Regions from separate parts of the Mus musculus genome. Here all the other regions are linked to region 2. Evidence: chromatin contacts called from public HiChIP or PLAC-seq and promoter capture Hi-C data. All regions are on one chromosome and are shown on one strand. Each heading gives the region's core, a stretch centred on a gene start, on an enhancer-like site or on the middle of the called end of the contact. The rest is flanking DNA. Distances are from core to core; before and after follow the strand shown.

Evidence for each region. Promoter capture Hi-C pulls out the DNA fragments that hold promoters and counts their contacts. HiChIP or PLAC-seq counts read pairs in DNA pulled down with a chosen protein or histone mark.
Region 1: a contact with region 2 is called in a promoter capture Hi-C map of liver, with 2.6 times the contacts expected there. The contact joins the enhancer-like site here to the promoter of Dph6 in region 2. A contact is called at or near these places in 7 of 39 promoter capture datasets (the 3T3-L1 cell line, 3T3-L1-derived adipocytes, cranial neural crest and 3 more), 2 of 484 Hi-C or Micro-C datasets (cerebellum and nephron progenitors) and 3 of 9 other capture datasets (adipose tissue, embryonic tail and embryonic trunk).
Region 3: an H3K27ac HiChIP or PLAC-seq map of the NIH/3T3 cell line shows a contact between it and region 2, with 2.6 times the contacts expected there. The contact joins the enhancer-like site here to the promoter of Dph6 in region 2. A contact is called at or near these places in 11 of 39 promoter capture datasets (the 3T3-L1 cell line, 3T3-L1-derived adipocytes, the SN4741 cell line and 6 more), 7 of 484 Hi-C or Micro-C datasets (cerebellar granule neurons, cortical neurons, embryonic fibroblasts and 3 more) and 3 of 115 datasets of contacts at active chromatin or transcription factors (the NIH/3T3 cell line, a colorectal cancer cell line and neural progenitor cells).

Annotation. Positions count from the first base shown.
Region 1 is chr2:114,809,759-114,813,884 of GRCm38.p6, reverse strand. No RefSeq gene overlaps it. Among named protein-coding and RNA genes, the nearest start is that of Gm13974, 42 kb to the left of the region's middle. Within about 2 kb of position 1,599, at least 11 of the 459 cell types and tissues checked have an H3K27ac peak or open chromatin away from gene starts, as enhancers often do. A contact at or near this core is called in liver, where this site is marked.
Region 2 is chr2:114,653,685-114,657,805 of GRCm38.p6, reverse strand. Dph6 (diphthamine biosynthesis 6) reads left to right here and starts at 2,842. Exons shown (of 9, transcript NM_025675.5): 1 at 2,842-2,975. The coding sequence starts at 2,953.
Region 3 is chr2:114,846,121-114,850,588 of GRCm38.p6, reverse strand. No RefSeq gene overlaps it. Among named protein-coding and RNA genes, the nearest start is that of Gm13974, 5.5 kb to the left of the region's middle. Within about 2 kb of position 1,453, at least 13 of the 459 cell types and tissues checked have an H3K27ac peak or open chromatin away from gene starts, as enhancers often do. A contact at or near this core is called in the NIH/3T3 cell line, a colorectal cancer cell line and pancreatic cancer cells, where this site is marked.

The sequences.
Region 1 (4,126 bases), core at 350-2,849, 160 kb before region 2:
AAAGTGTCTTTAACACAGTTTAGATGGTATAACATAACCTGAGAAAACACTGGAGATGATATTCTAATCTGAGGTCTACATTTAAAATATATGTATAGAGTCTAACCACAAACTTTCTTAAATGGCTTTTCAAAATTCAGAATTTGGGCTAAAGAACAGTACAGTAAGTAAAGTACTTGCTGCCTAAGCAAGAGGCTCCAAGTTTGGATCCCTAACACCCCGGGGAAGGCTGTGCATAGCAAATGTACATCTGGGGTATCATCTTTGGGGGATAGAGATGGATCTTGAATTGGATCTCAAGGAGTCACTGGCACAGCCTAGATAAAATGGTGGGCAATCTCCAAGTTCAATTAGGGCCCCTGTTTAAAGAAGTGATTGACAACTTAGTATCTGCCTCTGGTCTTCATATATATCTTCACATATACATGCACACTCACTCACACACATAAGACAGACAAACAGAAGAACAGACAGAGACAAAGAGACAGGGAGAAACATGAACATTTGCATCAGGATTTTCCAGCACTCAATGTCAAAATTAAAAAAAAAAAAACAAAACTTTATATTATCTGGCAAGGGTTTTAGGTGACAATTTGAAAATGAAGTCTTGGAGTTGCCAGCAGTAGTCAAATCACATTTCCTAACCCTTGTTCCCAAACACAGCCGGCCAGGGAAAGCTCTTGAAAGTAGCTTATTTTACATCATAGCCCTAGGTTAAACCAAAATAATCCAGGAGGAGGAAAACAACAATCATAGCAAGAAAAAAATTCCCACAGTGAGCTACACATCGCAGATGCCCAGACCTTCCATGGGTCTTAATGAGGGTCAGAGGTCAGAGCTAAAGAGCCCTGCGAAACAGTGAGAACCAAGATCCTGTTTCCATTTTAATGCCCTTGTGTTTATGTTTGGCTTCTGCAAGGGAAAGGTCCAGACAATTCCACTTCCAGGGAGGCCAGCAAAATACTGGACTGGGGTAGCAGTTTGACTGAAAAGTGGGGGTGTTCATGGGGCTAAGGATAGCCTCTGTTCAAAAAAAAAAATACAGGATTGCCAAATGTTGGCTGAGCGTCATTATACATGCCTAACCTAAAATTAAATCACATTATGAAAATAAAGACCATTGTCTTCAATCTGCCCCTTCACCTCTCCACCCACACACCTCCAGAGACGGCTGTGGAAGTTTAAATTTAGTACCAACGTTGGTTACATAACAGTCACCAGCCACCTCAAACTCTCAGCCCCTCAATTTGTCAGCCTGACCTTCCTACCACACTCTGATAAACTTCATCTAAGAAAGCTGCTTATTTTGTTTATCTTAGGGGCTGACATGGTAGTTTATCACTGATTTTGCACTACCTGATTTTTGGAGTATTTAACTTTCGTAAAAATGCATCACTCAACAGCACACTATTCCTTTGTGGGGAAAAAAAAATATGTTACTTTTCCACGCACCAACCATCACCCTTTTCTCAACTTCTGAACCTTTGATGACCTGGGAAACTAGATCCAAATCAACGGTTTCATGTACTTCCCAATCTTATCATTGCCAGATAACTTTAACTTGTGTTTTCCTGGCGGGGCCTGGCTTGAAATCCTGAAACAACAGTGTTCATCCTTCCAGGAAGTCCAATGGGGATCGGAAATGCCGTACTCTTGCCCTGTCCTGGAGTTGCTAAATGTCTACTGGCTTCTGAACAGAATTCGGGATGAAGCGTTAGTAGTCATTCATTTGTTTTAGATCTAATACTAAAATGAACCAAAGGCCAAGTGACTAGTAATGACCAGAAGGTTTCTTAGGTACTTACTCAGGGAAAGCCCTTGGATATGAACTTTCTAACCATTAACTCCTTTGATCTGTTTAGTGGTCCCATTGGGGAAGTTACTATTAGTCTTTATATTTTATGATGAGAAAACTGGCTTAAGGCAGCAAATTTTACATTTATAGAACTAGAAATGGCTATTGCCAGGTTTCCAATCTTGTGTGATTACCAAGCTTAGTCGGTTATCGACTCCCCAGCATCTTCTAGTATATATACTAGTTATATTAGTTAGTATAGATTGGGTGCCAGAATCTCTTGCAAAATCAGCCACCTTCTCAAGACGCCATTACTTATAAAACAGGTTGAATGAACACACACACATACACACTCCCTCTCCTCCTTCCCCTTCCCAGGTAGGTTCTAGAAAGAAAACAGGTTTGAAACCACTGATACTAGAGAAATAGGTCAGTGGATTTCATAAACTATAAACACGCTGTGCATGCTTTAATAAGATATAGGCTTTGTAAGCAGACACTCTATGAAAACATTTTTGTGTTATTTTTCTCACTCTTTCACTGAACAGAAACACTAAGTGTCTACTACATTCCTGAACCAGTAACAGCTTTTCATAAACATTAGACAAGCTCTCTAGAGTCATGAAGCCTAAAGACCAATTCCATGACTCCCCATGTGTAGTGTCTTGTACTCAACATGATTGAAGTAGCAACTACTGTATCATTAAATGATGGTAGAATATTGAGGATGGAATAATTAACATTTTTATAAGGGTTGCTGACCTCAACCTTTTAACTCCTGTTTGGCTCAAAAATGATTATAAATCACCCTTTGAGTGACTACCTGTACACAATGATACATGCTCTATGCCTATCCCTACAAATATATCATTACAGCCACCTGCCTTCAATGCTGGATACCTTCTTTTTCATGGTTTGAGTATGAGATTGCTCAGTGGTTAAGAGCACTTGCTGCTCACATGAAGACCAGAGTCCAGATTGAAGAATGCATGTTAGGCAGCTCAACAGATATACACAGGTGCACTCAAGCATATCCATAATTACTATTAAAATTCTAAATACAATATTAAATTTGAAAGAGACCAGGTATGGTAGTACATACCTTTTATCCCAGCACATGAAAGATAGAGACACATAGATTTTTCTAAGTTCCAAACCAGTCAGCTACGGTTACAAAGTGAGACCATAGGGAAAAAAAATAATGCCTATGAATAGAAAAAAAATACATCTAATTTTCTTTGCTAATACTAGTGATAAGTCTGTACTTAATCCATTCTTTGAGAATATTGTAACCCACAACAAAGAGAGTATTTAGGTTGGCTGCATCCCCGATTCCCTGATTAAGTTCTCAATTCTGGAAGGGTTTACTTCCAAGGGTTTACTTCCAGTTTCTTTGTGAGCATAAATTAAACTTTCAGTTATATTTCTACCCAGCCCCCATAATCCCCCCAAAACACACCCAGAATGTTTGCTATTTATAATTCTGCAGGCATGGTTGGCCCACAGAATGTTTTACAGGTTGTCATGGACTATGCACTGGTCCTTCTATAATTTGTCTTTGTTTCTGTGCTAGCAAACAGGAAGTAACCTAGCAAACAGGAAGTAACCTAGCAAAGAACAGTCATGAATTAATTCATAACTTCAGAAATAGATCAAAATAAAATAGCATATTCAAGAGTATACAGTTGACATAACTTTTAAAAGATATGTTTCTGAGGTTCTTTTTCTCTTTATTAATCAGTTATGCTCTCAGTTAATTTTCATATCATCTTAGATTTATTTACTTTTAAAAATTAGATGATACTTTTTATTGATTGATTGATAGTATCAGTGATTGCACCTGGTCCTTCGTGTTGGTAGGCAATCACTCTATGGCTGGACTATATCATCAGCTCCAAAAATGCATTATAAATACTTATTTCCTTAAAATGAAACATACACATTCCAATCGTCTCTCTCTTTCCTTTTAAGTCAATATGGCTATTTAGAAAATATAAATATACCTAGGTCAGCAATCTGTAATAATTTTAAAATAAGAAAAATAAGTATGATGTTTTAATGATTCAGAGGTAATATATAACATTAACACACATGCACACACACACACACAGAGAGAGAGAAAGAGAGAGAGAGCTATATCTTCCTTTGAGTGCCAAATATAAGTGTTACCTACCCAAACCCAATCTAGGGTCTTTTGTTCAACTGGGAAAATGGCTGGGAACTTGGTGTAATGGAAACCTCATTAAAAAAAACCTTAATTTTCCTTAAAATACTATCTTTGTCTAGAATGAAAGTAAAAGATGTCTTTCCGTGGGATTCTGTCTTCCTTAA
Region 2 (4,121 bases), core at 1,593-4,092:
AGGATAACATAAAGGTGGCAGGGGGAGCAGGAAACCTCTGAAAACTGGCTGACCTTGGTAACGGGCCTGAGCATGTTATCCCCTCACTTATAGATAAGCCCCAGTATATACACATTATAATAAGTATCTTTGATGAGATTATCTTAGCATGAGGCTAAACACAGAGAAACAAAATGTAATTCTTAATATGCAGCTGTAGGGAGAGCAAGTTCTTTTCTCACCCTCTCTTGAAATGTGGCAAGGAAAAACAATTTTAAATGGTAGAAAATTTTTAAAAAAATGAGTCTTTGAGGCACTTGATGCTTATTTTATCAAAATAGTCCACATGTTAATTACTGATAATCTACACAGCTTTCTAAAATTGATGATAAACAGCTAGACTAACTTTCCTGTCATTGCTATTACTTCGAGTGGCATTTCCTGATTCTAGATAACTGGGCATCACCCTGACTGTCCAATTTGTCTTCCTCTCTGACCAACATAACCTCTCCACCAGTAAGGCTAACCTCTCATATCTTTGTTTGAAGATGTATCTGTTTCTCCTGTCCTTATCTTTCAAGTCCTATACTACTCTAACTACCCATCAGTTCAATGGACTCAACTCCCAATGATCTTGTCATATGTATTACATAAATTGTTACTTTCAAAATTTCATAGGCTGAAAAGCATATGATTCATAATGTATAATTTGAATGCTTTATCTCTAACCAGACACCAACATCTCAAATACTTAATTGATTTGGTAAATAATTATAATCACAGATTATTTTTTGCACACACGATTATAATACTGATACTCATAGCAAATTATCAATGCCATGATGACGCATACCAACTATTTGGAGCCATTGAAAGCACTTGTAGTATGGCAAGACGGATTGCTAATGTGTATCCCACACAATGTGAGGTGTCTCACACATCCTACCTTTAGTTCATGATATTGTTCTCATTTCTCATGGCTTTCTTTAGTAACCCATATCTGTCTATTCAACTATATTGACTGTTTTAAAAATACTAATTCTTTTCATGTTTTGCCAAATCCATCATCTTGTTTTTAGATCACATCACATCATCTCTCCTGGAACATTAAAATAGATTTCTTCCCTAATAGATGTTTTCAACATTGCAGTGTTATAAGAACCTGTTGTCCTTATAAAACCTTCAACCATACCTGTGCTATAAAGTCTGAGATGGCCTACACCACCTTGGATGATCTTCTCTCTCCACCACCCAGACTTCATCTTCCATCATGCATTCTGGTTACTCTTCTCCAGTTACCTGTTCTTTTGTCATCAAACCTTCAGTTCAAAACCTGTGCCCAATTCATGTCCTGCCAGCAGTCTTTAATTAAAATACAATTTTAAAAGCCAGGTGAAGGGCTGGAGAGATGGCTTAGCGGTAAAGAGCACTGACTGCTCTTCCAGAGGTCCTGAGTTCAATTCCCAGCAACCACATGGTGGCTCACAACCATCTGTAGTGGGCATCCAATGCTGTCTAAGGCTGTGTCTAAAGGCAGTGACAGTGTATCCCACATGTATGAAATAAATATGGCCAGAACCAGCAGGCTGGAAAAAAAAAAGCCAGGTGAAAGTAGAAATCAGAAAGGGAGATTTATTCAACATGGATACATTGGGAAGACGGATTTTGGGAGTTTGGGCATTCACTGGAGATATATATATGTATATATATACATATATATATATATATATATATATATATACACACACACACACATATACACACACACACACACACATATATATATATATATATATATATATATATATATGTATTACATGTATATAATGTGTATATACATAGGCAGTGGTGGCGCACACCTTTAATCCCAGCACTCAGGAGGCAGAGGCAAGTGGATTTCTGAGTTCTAGGCCAGCCTGGTCTACAGAGTGAGTTCCAGGACAGCCAGGGCTACACATAGAAAACCTGTCTCAAAAAAAAAAAAAAAAAAAAATATATATATATATATATATATATATATATATATATACATTCTTTACATATGAATAATATTCAAAGATGTATATGTTTAAGTTAGTTTAACTCACCAATAATGCCACGTGTACCCTCTATTTCTGCATTTTTTTTCTGTCTCTCTCTTTCTCTCTCTTTTGGTACAGTATTTTTCACTTTAACATACAATTCTCTTTTTAAATTCTCTTCTTCCTACACCTCTACACAAACTCCTTGTTCATGGATGTAGGTAGGCATGGTGGTCTATATCGTACACCAGTTGATCCCAGGAGCTCCAAAGAGTGCTTAGTACATTCAAATAACTAAGTACTGGCAAACGTATTTTAAATTAGATTTTCGTTTTGCTTTCTGGAGTGCAAGTTTTTCAGTTTCTGTATTGGGAAAATGCAAAAACACAGTATAGGAGGCGGAGGTCATGTAGCCTCACTGGTTCAATGGGCAGAGATGCAAACCTCGAAGTTAAAAGTGATCAGGGGTTAGTGGGTTTTTTTTTTTGGAGGGGGGGTAGGAAGGGCGAAAAGATTTCTTTCTTGTAGTTGACGAAGAGAGGAGAGAGACTAAATCCCCTTTCCAAGGTAGTGTTTCAAATCTTAGAACTTGTGACTTTGAATTTACTACCCAGACAATCCCAGCACCCTCAAGCGGTTTACCAAGGACCATGCCCTTCCCTTGGCAGCTTCACTGCCCTTACTTAGGTGGTTAGGCTGTGCCTAAACTTTTTTCTTTTTGTAAATTCTGAGCCATATATCCATGTATCAGGGAACAGATGCTGAGACTACCTAGCCTCTACACCCGGGTGTTCAGCAAGGTGCTGAAGGGGCAGTAGGCATGGTCGAGGGCAGGCAGCGCAGCAGACACCAGGTCGAGGACCGCGCGTGTAGGTCCAGTCGCCGCGGGATCCCGGGCCTGGCGTCTGTGGTTACCGCACGCACGCACGTACGCACGCACACTGCGCCCAGAATGAGGGTCGCGGCCCTGATCAGGTAATGAGGACTGGGGCCATCGCTTTACTCTTGGGCAAGGCTATATCCTGACGCGGCCACTGTAGAAACATCCGGAGCCACTTCTTGGGGCGCCGCGTGGGCCGGCCGGCGCCACGGCCACCGGAAGAGGCGGGGCGATCTGCTCGGGCTCCCTGGCCCCACGCGCCTCCTCTCTGGCAGCTTGGCAAAGCTAAACAGCACTAATTCCTGGGTCCTCCTCCTCCTCCGTGGGCGCATGGTCACCACGCCTGTTGGACTTTTATTTGCTCTGAACTTTGAGAGCCGCTGTTAACTTCACTTACTTGTTAGCAGTTTTTGTCCTCTATAATTCTCCTCAGTCTTGATCCTTTCCAGGAAGGAGGATTGCAACCTCACTCTCTTCTCACATCTCTGGCTTGCCGGGAGAGCTGTAGGATCCCCTAGATGGTTTGAGATTGCTTTGCTCCTATGTTGTCAGACACCTCCGTTGGAACTCAAGCTACTGACAGATGTATTTCCTCCTGGTTGAGTTGAAAATAAGCTAGGTTTTTCTAGATGCTCTGGAGTGCGTTGGATACAAATTTGCCTTACTGACCCTGGGCAACCCAAGTCATATTCCAAAAGTAGTTTGAAATCTAGTAACTTACTTAAAAGCCCAGATACTATAGCTGATAAGCAGAGCTATCCTTGATCTGTTTCAGTGCCTGGCAGTGATAAGGGGCATAGCAATATTAGTTTAAGACCCTTAAGTGTATTGTTTCTTGAGATTTAGACCTCAAAAAAGTGTGAATTCCACTTTATTGCTACAGTCTCTTTTTGTTAGCCTAGTGAAGCACACGTACACATTTGTTGTTAATGCCCTAGGTAACTGATGCTAGTTGACAGTGGGTGACAGTCTAGGTAAGCCAGTTTCTCTAGTGGCAGGAAAATGCCAGATCTGTTGATTCTGTGCCATTTTAAGGAAATGAAAACCCACCATAATTTAATAAATTTTACACATAAAGGGAATAAAACTTTAACCATCACGATTATTTGGTGAAGAGAGATAAAAATTAAATGTGAGCCAGGAAGGCAGCCATGGAACTTAGTTTACCGAAGCTCAGCAGGGTAGTAAAACATGTGAAACTGGAGAGAAGAAAGTCTCAGTGGAGTGTGTTCCTCAAAACA
Region 3 (4,468 bases), core at 204-2,703, 190 kb before region 2:
CTCTGCTTCAGGTATCTGTATTTGCTCCAGTAATTGCCTAAGACCAAAGATAGAAGGTGTATTTTCCTCCTCTGGTCCTTTACACCCACACCTTATCAATCAACAAGTGCTGTTAGATCAGAAATATTGTCCTGAATCTGTCCACCCCTTTCTAGTCACTGTCCAGACCATCTCATAATCATCCCTTGCCTGGGAGCACATGCTACAGCTTCCAGCCTAGGAGCCAGCTTTCTTCAACTCTGTTCTCCTCATGACGGTTAGCCATCTCTTAAAGATGTAAAATAGGTCTCCATATAAGTCATCCAGTGGCTCCTTTAACATCCTTCAGATAGCCACATGGGCTTTATGTTGCCTTTCAACGTTTCATCCACCACAGCTGGGGGAGTTAGAGGAAGGACTGAAGGAGCTGAGGGGGTTAGCAACCCCATAGGAAGAACAACAATATCAACCAACCAGACCCCTAAATCTCCCAGGGACTAAACCACCAACCAAAGGGTATACATGGAGGGACCCATTGCTCCAGATCCATGGACCTGTGGAGGCTTGATGACCTAGTGTAGGGAATTCTAGGGTAGTCTCATGGGAATGGGTTGGTAGGATGGGGAGAATCTTCATAGATGTGGAGGGGGGGAAGGAGATGGGGATTTGTAGAGGGAAAACTGGGAAGGGGAAATAACATTTGAAATGTAAATAAATAAAATAACCAATAAAAAGGAAAATTTAAATGAATCTTAGAAATTTCCTATAAAAGAATAAAGATGTTTCCGTAAGCACACACACACACACACACACACACACACATTTCACCCACATGCCACCTTCCAAGTGAATCCAAACTTTATGGCTTAATTCTAGGGAGACTCTTTTTTTTTTTTTTTTTTTTTTACTTCTTTTTGTAGTCTATCTTCATTTCTTGAGAAATTTCTAAGCAGGAATCTAGACTGTCTCGAATGCTGAGTTTCCTTCACACAGGACAGTGAAGAGCATATAGCAGCCATTTGATGAAATTGGAAATCTGGGGAGGGATGCAGAAGTCAAAGCATTCATGGACCCTTTGGACACTATCAGTTGGGATGTTCTTGCCAACTTAAATGGGAAGCTTCAGGGGAGTTCTGTGCAAGAAGACAAAAATACCATGATGGCTGTTGCCATGTGAAGAACACACCAAAGAGGAGCAAGGATGGAGCAGGACAAGCAGTTAGGAGCCAGTTGAAAGATGCAAATGGGAGATGCTTTGGGCTCAGCGTACTGCAGTGGTATTGGTGAGAGTGGATAAGTGGGTGGGTATGCAATATAATTTCAGCTCACCTTCTGATGGATTGAGTTGGAGAGGAAGGAAAGTGATGAGAATTATACTTAGGTTCGGTGGTGGGAGGAGTGTGCTAGCATGGTAGAAAAGGAGGGAGTTAAAGGAAGGCAGACCTGGAGGGAGGCAATGATTCAACTGGATACACTTAATCATCCTGAGTCATACTTAATTTCCTGGCAACTTGTTAGGATCAGTTTCAGGTCTGGTATTTCTCCTTAGAGGGGCCATTCAAGGAAAGGTCACTCTGTTCACAGAAACAAATATGTCTTTAGCAGATATCCAGTGGCGGTTAAATGGGAGCATCAGAAGAAGCAAATAGCAGCCCATGAGGAATGGTGAACATTCTGCTCCTCATTTCTATGCCAGTTTTCTAAAATCGCCAAAAATATAAAAATAAAAAATTAAAATTAAAAAAAAAACAATTTTGTCAAGGAATTTCCAGCCCTAAATATAACATAAGGAAGAACGCATGGATTGATAAGGCTTTTCACACTGCATTTAATTGAAAGATGATGATGCTGTACGGTTTTTTCCTCTCTCTTCCATTCTCACTTCATAGTCCCTCCATGCAATCTGTAGCACCAGGGAATATGAGGCAAAGAGGAGGAGTAGAGGCTAGCTGAGCCATTAGCAGCTGTGTTAGTCACTGTTTGGACGGAGGCTCTCCTGAGCAAGACATTCCTTAAAACTGAGCGCAAGAGCAGTGAAGGGTGAAGAGTGACTGTGATTGGCATTAAAGAAATACAGCAAGACCCCCTTTGCTTCAGAAAGGACCTGCAGTGTGTCCTGATTCTTCTATGTAATAAGCGGTATTTTCTAGAAGGTCTTCTAGTTGACTTGAAGATTTGGCCTTCCTGTAGATATAAATTTGTTAGGAAATTTAAAAAAAAAGCTTTTGGTAATAATTTACTTTTGCACCAAAGATGTCCGTTTATGTTCATAGTTTTCATCTATTATTTTTCACAGAATATTACCTTATTAGCTTATAATATAGTTCTAAGTTGTAAAGATCTAGAAAGCACAGTCAAGGTTGGTAATATTCCTCAAAGTGGGTAAATAACAAAAACATTACTTTGAGTATGAGTTGTTCTTTAAAATCCCTACATAAAAGATAAAATAGCCTTTGATGCACAACTTCTTAGCATCTGATTCTATATTCAATATTCTATTCTATGTAGATGATTATAAAAAATGAATGATGAATATTTTAATGTAAAAAAGACTGTAAAAAAACCCCGCTTATTAGTACTATAGATGTAACTGAATTACCTTAATACATAAACAACTAAACCACAGACAATGGAAATCTAATGAATGGAAATCTATCTGAGGTAGATACTTCTTTATGAATTTTGTAACTGTGGAACAAGAAATGTAATAAAGAATTTCCACTTGTTGCTCAGCTCAGTCGAAGGTGGCTTGAAGGGCTTGATCTAGTCAACACATATGATATGAGAGCTCCTTTCCTTCTACTTGGCAAGGTCACCAGGTCCTGGGATTATACATATGCTGGGGCACATACTAGCACAGTATCCTAGGGCCTGAGACAAGGCACACTTCCCTTCATTTGGGGGCAAGAGTCTGTTTTGGTGGGGACTGAAGGATACGTGAGTGGCGGGGTGGGGGGAACCTCCTCTGACCTTTATTTTAGAACAGGATGTGGCCTTGGTTCTCTCCATAAAACGTAATATCTTGTCAAAGAAAAGCCATCAGCTAGGGCCCCACACTCAGTAACACACCATCTATCTGTTCTCTCTCAAACAAAAGGAGCTGATGATCAGTCTGTAGCTCCCCTGCCCCAGCCCCAGAAAAAAAGGAGGGAATTTTATTCTTCTTGATGTCTAAACCATTTTGAAAGTAGGCAAGATGGCATGCAAGTAAAATACATTAAAGTGTAAATACAACACAGAAGGATATACATGCTTACAAACAGTGTCCTTTAAACAACTCAGTCTGGCCATGTGGCTTCCTAAATGTGTCAATCTCACCCCCTTTCCCTCCTGTGAAATGGCCAAACTAAAGTGACCCTTCCTGCCATTTTGCTTTGAAATATTGGGAGTTCCTTTAAAATGATTCTTTACCCTAGCACAGTGTGATTTGTTTTTCCCCAAACCAAAGAAACTAAAACTAACCTTTACCAATACTAACCCATTTTTTGAAAAAGAGGTTAGTAGGGTATTCAAGGACACTATTCAAGAAAGAAGACATGATTTCTAAAACTTGATTCTCAAACAAACAAATAAACAAGTATTTCCCATTCCTTACCTCAGGAAAATGCATATATTTGTTTGTATTAGAACCACTTACATGTCTGATAAAGCTGAAAATGATGATAGACTCTGTGATTCATTAAAACCCAGCGTGGTTGAATAACCCAGAAGATTGTCCTAATAGACTTGACAACATCTATCCACAAGAATATATTGAAGAGATGTGACTGTTTCAAAGTAGTTTGCACTGTTATCATTTAGGTGCCGTTCATATTCAAGTCAGCTCCCACTTGCCTCTGAAAAGTTGAATTAAATGTGTACTTCAAGACTGAATGAGACCTCATTTGCTGAAGCACTGGTTTTTATAGGCTATGTGTAAGTCCTTAAATACGGAGCATAGTGAGGTAAAGTACAAATCAAGACAATGCTAACGAGATCGGACTATCATGCAATCCATCCTTTTTCTAGTTTAACCAAAGGACATGTGAATAGCATAAAGACAAGTCCACACAAGTCCCATGAGAGTAGATGGGAGGAGTACAAATCAAGAATCAGAAGGGACGTCCAGAAGCACACAGGTGTGGTGACCACGGCAAGGTGGTTTGCCTGCCTCTTATAACTCTAGTGATAACCTCCATTCACTTTCCCTCCAGCTCTCCTTGTGACCCACAGCCCTCACTGCCCTCTACTTTTCCAGTTCAAATCTATCTCTGAAACAATTCTTGAGTTATCTTATTATTGACATTGTAGAAAAGAGATGCCATGGGAAAGGAAGGCCATATAGCTAGTCTCGCAGGTATGAAGTCATTGCATGTTAGCAGTCAGGAAGCTGCAGGATTCTCAGCCAGCAAAGCAGCCCATAGCCACCATCCTTCCTGGAGACCAGCTATGGATTAGAGAGGAACTGCTAACACTGACAAAATATGACCCTAGCTATCTTAGTAAAGGG